Regions from separate parts of the Sus scrofa genome. Here region 1 is linked to region 2. A link is a contact called in public HiChIP or PLAC-seq data. All regions are on one chromosome and are shown on one strand. Each heading gives the region's core, a stretch centred on a gene start, on an enhancer-like site or on the middle of the called end of the contact. The rest is flanking DNA. Distances are from core to core; before and after follow the strand shown.

The links. HiChIP or PLAC-seq counts read pairs in DNA pulled down with a chosen protein or histone mark.
Region 1: an H3K27ac HiChIP or PLAC-seq map of alveolar macrophages shows a contact between it and region 2. The contact joins two enhancer-like sites. A contact is called at or near these places in 1 of 47 Hi-C or Micro-C datasets (embryonic fibroblasts) and 1 of 2 datasets of contacts at active chromatin or transcription factors (alveolar macrophages).

The regions. Positions count from the first base shown.
Region 1 is chr2:91,625,914-91,628,613 of Sscrofa11.1, reverse strand. All of the region lies in intron 7 of XRCC4 (DNA repair protein XRCC4), which reads right to left. Among named protein-coding and RNA genes, the nearest start is that of VCAN, 73 kb to the left of the region's middle. Within about 2 kb of position 1,318, at least 7 of the 83 cell types and tissues checked have an H3K27ac peak or open chromatin away from gene starts, as enhancers often do. A contact at or near this core is called in alveolar macrophages, where this site is marked.
Region 2 is chr2:91,214,240-91,216,939 of Sscrofa11.1, reverse strand. No RefSeq gene overlaps it. Among named protein-coding and RNA genes, the nearest start is that of TMEM167A, 140 kb to the left of the region's middle. Within about 2 kb of position 1,434, at least 13 of the 83 cell types and tissues checked have an H3K27ac peak or open chromatin away from gene starts, as enhancers often do. A contact at or near this core is called in alveolar macrophages, where this site is marked.

The sequences.
Region 1 (2,700 bases), core at 69-2,568, 410 kb before region 2:
AAGATTCAATAATAACTATGATAATGGAGCCTTTCCCCAATTTAGAAAACACTGAAGTAGGAACAAGATGTGGCTAAAGCCAGAAGGGAGTTATGAGTTCTCTTGAGCTTGTTGACACTCTTCATAAGCAGAGACACACTTGGACAGACAGCAGGGACCTTGAAAGGTACCTGCTCTCTTCTGTCTCTTCAAAGTATAAGTAAAGGAAGGAGGAAATAATGATGATGTCTCTGTTTCCAGCACGCACCTCAGGGAGCACATCTGAGTGACCCATGATGCAGACATGGACAGTTGGGTGTGACATGCTTTGAGGGAGAAATCTACCTTTCTTCTAAGCAGGAGGACACCTTCCATGACTGACAGAAGCCACCGCTTAAGAGCCATGGCTCTGAGAATGAGAGTGTCAGGGACTCTGCAACAAGAATCTGATACTTAGTGCCTAAGCTCACATATGCCCTCAATGCCAAGTCCTTAGCAATACCCTTTAAGAAGCCTCAGTGGTCACAGATGATAAGGAGTCTGAAGAAGCAGAAGTAGCTCTGAAACAGCTATAACCTGAGTTAGGGGGTCTTGCCCTTTCTTGGGATCCTAGCAAGGTCTTGGCGATTTATCCAGGTTTGGGATCAGCAAGTCAGACCAAGATGAAGTGAGTCTAGACAGATTAAATCTAAGGGGGGAAAACAATTAACTTTCCTCAGTTTTACTGGCTTGTGCGTTTTCTTTTATATCTTGATGGCAGATACCATTTGCAATGGAGGTCTTATTTCTTGCGAGATCACTGGTTGTGCAATCCTATCTGGAGCAATATGTAAAAAATGAGGAAATGTATTTTAGTCACTTCCAAGAAATCATTCTCATTGCTAGCTCTTTATTTAATGCCAATACCTTTCTCACACACTTGGTTGAAATATGGTGCCTCTCTGCACTCTGAGTAGAATAAAAATGAAAGAAATCAAATATTGCAGTGCAAGGGGACCATTTTTCTGTTCTCGACATGAGTTTTCCAGTTCATATTCCCATTACTTGTCATCTATCACATCCTCTGCCTCTCTCCATGCTAATATTTTATATACCAGTGCAACCTGCCTCATCAAAAGGCTATTAACACAGTATTAATGGAGTGTATTTCACTCTAGGAAGCCTGTTAGGAATTCCCAGAAAATTTAGCATATCTTAAAGGCTGAAATTTCTTCTGGAAATGGGTGAGTTTCTTCTAAGATAAGAACTGTGGCAGGAGTTACAGGATTAGCGCTCATCGTTGACCTGAATTTCCGCACACAGAGTCCGGTCAACTTCCCAACAAAGCCTTACACAAGGGTGGCCAACTCCCTTCAGCTGTATTAGTCATGGTCAGCCGCACCAGGGAATGATTTAACTCAGTTTACAAGACTGTTCCACTGCCCTCAGGGGAGTGTCTAGTTAGTCACCAGTACCAGCTTTTGTTGCCTTCCGCATCATCCTGACCCCATCCCTCCTCTGTAACAATTTTGGCTAAAATGGAAGTGGCATTTTAACACTAATAACCTGTTACCTTACACAGCTCTTCCCGTGCACCGGGCACTGTGCTCAATCCTGTTTTACATGAGCTCATTTAATCCTCAGAACCATCTGCAATGTGGGCTTATTGGCTGCATTTTAGAAATGACAAAACTGAAGGTCAGGGAGAAGAAGACATTCCCCAAAGGTCACCCAGAAATGGGTTTAAACTCAACTGTTTTTTTTTTTTTCCCTACTGAGTCTGCAGCATACAGAAGTTCCCAGGCCAAGGATACTACCCAAGCCACAGCAGTAACAATGCTCAATGCTGGATCCTTAACCACCATGCCGCCAGGGAACTCCAAAGATCCTTGAATCTGTTCTCTTAATCACTGGACAAATGACTTACAAGTTTGTTCCTAAAGGATGAGGGGGCAGAACTCCAGGATCCTGCCTTAACCAAAGTCTTCTTTTGATGTTTTATATACTGAAGTTCAATGTAGAGCTCATTGAAATAAGGGTCCACAGCCATGTTTTTTGTTTTTTGTTTTTTTTTTTGTACTGGAATAATTTATTGAGATAATAAATTATGTTCTGTTTTTGTCAGGAAAGAATCCAGGCTTTATTGTTGGGGGAGGGGTTGAAGCTTATACAATTTTTAGGCCCTATTTAAAAACATAATAAAAACTGATGAATACAAAATCAGGTATCAAGAAGTACAAATGTGGGGTTCCCGTCGTGGCGCAGTGGTTAATGAATCCGACTAGGAACCATGAGGTTGCGGGTTCGGTCCCTGCCCTTGCTCAGTGGGTTAAGGATCCGGCATTGCCGTGAGCTGTGGTGTAGGTTGCAGACGCGGCTCGGATCCCTCGTTGCTGTGGCTCTGGCGTAGGCCGGTGGCTACAGCTCCGATTCGACCCCTAGCCTGGGAACCTCCATAAGCCGTGGGAGTGGCCCAAGAAATGGCAACAACAACAACAAAAGACAAAAGACAAAAGACAAAAAAAAAAAAGTACAAATGCAAAACTTGAAGCAGACAAAGCCCCCATAACATATTTTATTATTTAATTGCCTGAGGCATGCTTATAATATTTCTTCCTACACTTTCTGATTATATACTTTGATTGCCTCTTCATATGACATTGTTTTTTTTTTTAATTTTTATTTTTTTCCATTACAGCTGGTTTATAGTGTTCTGTCAATTTTCTACTGTACAGCAGGGTG
Region 2 (2,700 bases), core at 185-2,684:
CTCTGTGATAGAGGAAGAATACTGGGGCTCTTTGTGCTGCTGACACTTTGGCAGGGCAGGCTGGTATTAGAAGAGAAAGCCTGTGATTACTTCAAGTACAGACATTTTCCCTGCAGTGGCCTTACTGTGCAGCTTGGAAGTTAAACTGCTAAGTGACCACCATGGCCCTCTCAGGGCGCCACCTCCCCCCAGGCCACCTCGGATGCAGCAGCCCAGCCCATGGAGGGAAGGGAGCTGCTCCATGCCCTCCTCACTGCGCAAGAGCACTGAGGCCCAGGAACAACAGCCCCTTCTGCAGGAAGACTATTCTGCAAGGCTTTCCACAGTGATCGGTACCTGGGCCCTGGGCCCTCTCGCTCTGCCTTCTCCGGGGCCCTGTATGGATCTGGAAGGCAGGGGAGGGTCAGCCAACCAGCAGACTCAGCATGGGTCCAGGACACCAACAAAGCTGGGCCACCAACCCCACGCCAGTAAGAGAAGTCAAACTCCAATCCATGAACTCATCCAGCTTCTGCAGTCAAAACATCTAGAAAGAAGCTACTCTGATTTCAGCACTCCTTGCAAGTTGTGTTTCACTCTTTAGGTATTGTTCTAAATTGCTGGTGGAGAAGATCTCATAATATTTTCAATGCTAAGAGCCTCTAAAGTTAGCCATCCAACCCAGAGCAAGTCATCAGTGTCAGTACCATGGGGTGGGATGTGGGGATCTGGTAAGATCTATTCCTCACTTATTTGTAAAATTATATCCATTTCTCTTGCATTTGGGGAAAAGGAAAGGACTTGCTGTTCTCTTTCCAGATCCTTAGTTGGTTTATACATTTAGTTGACCTCCTCTGCTGGGACGAGGGATAGAGATTTATGACCTATTCCTTTTGAATAGGAATTTTATCCCCTGCTGCCTGCCTTATATCCAGCGTTACGTTCAGGCACTTATCTTCAGTAACTTCTTCTGCTGATCTGCTCTGCTATTGCTCACAGACCTAGTATTTCATGGACTTTTATGCTGACGACTCCTTAATACTACATGAAGTTACCCTGTGTTCTTTTGCGTGTGCTTTGTCTAATTGCTGTTAAACCCTGCAGAAGGTTACTGTTTATCACAAATCATACCAGGCGAGGCCAACACATTCTGAACTCTCTTCTTGAACTTCCAGAAAATCTGCATGAGTGTGTAAAGTTAAAACAAAACAAGAAACATGGCCAGTCTGAACATGACTGCTAAACCCTGAAAGAGTCTGGCTCTTGGCCAGAAGTTACTGTATAGGAAACCTCAAATTTCCCCACCCACCGTTTTTCCTTGCCTTTCCTGGGGTTTTAGATTGCAGAACCATTACAATGTCATCACGCAGAGCTCCTGGCAGGTTAGTTAGAGGAAGCTACTTAAATTCTGACAGTTTCACCCTACATGTACCATCCACAATTTCAGACCATCCTCTTTCCACACTTCCCCCTTCCCTTTCTATTTTTCTACACTCCCTCCCCTACCAACATGTTCCTCTTAGAGAGACCAAGACAGAAAGAAAGAAAAAAAAAAACCCAAACAAACAGAAAAACAAACACTGACCTCTAAGTAGGGTCTTCGAGTTTTCTTACTCGTCAACATTGTAGGAAAAAAAGAAATCGACAGAACACCTCCTCCATCCTTTTCAACCCTCCCCTACTACTGGAATTGGACTGATTTCCAGCTCTGAAAAGGCTTCAGAGAATACTCACAAACTCTGAGAACATGAGTAGGAGAATTTTGATAGATTAAGAACAAATGTTAACACTCAAACCATTCCAAGACTGTTCTGCTCTTTCCTTGGAAGAATTCAGTTGAGCTGCCTTTAAAAGACACAACTGGATGTGTAACATCCTGGAGGATTTGGGATATTTTAAAGGAGAGGGAGCGGTACTAAGGCTTTCCTAGTCACTTTCCAGAATAAGCCTCTCCTTTAACCAGAAAGGGGTGCCTCCTGCAGCTAACGTGGGAAAACTAATCCTTAGAAAGCAAACACCTTGGAAAGAAAAGCTTTAATGCCTGTAATTAATTCACGTTGCTTGTTGTAATCTAAGTGAGAGCTGACCGAACACTGTGTGTGTATCTATAAAAGAAGGATTGGGTAGAATGAGCCCCCTCCTTTTTTTTTTTTTTATGAGGCGTTAAAATGAATTATAGGAAGAATTGTTGCACTCCCAGAAAAGATTAATTTGGGAAACATTTCTTTTGACACATTGGTCATAATTAAAGTAATCCTTCATTTTCTCTGTTTTCTTTAAGTAAAAACTTGTGGCTTTATTTAACCTTCCATCAATTAACTCTCTCAAAAGAAAATAACCGTGAGCCCCATAAACACACACTTAATTCACTATTGACAGAGAAGAGAAGCAATGGCTGTTCCTCCACTGCAGGGATTCAGCATTATTGCAGCCCCAAGTCAGGGGCCTTGTCAGGGACCAACCTCCAGTTTCCTGCTCTTACTGACAGGAGTTTTGACTTTGAAGTTCTCTTCACAAGTCCACCAATGCCCAGAGCCATATAATTCTATTAAAACCATGCTGTTAGGAATGTTTGTCCCAGAACAGTCTTCATTCAACAAATATGTCTTGATAGCCTCCATGCTAGGAAATGAGAGCACAACAGTGAGGAAAATAAACATGATTGCTTCCTTCATGGGCATATAAACTGATGGGGAAGAAAGACATTAACTAAGTAACCAA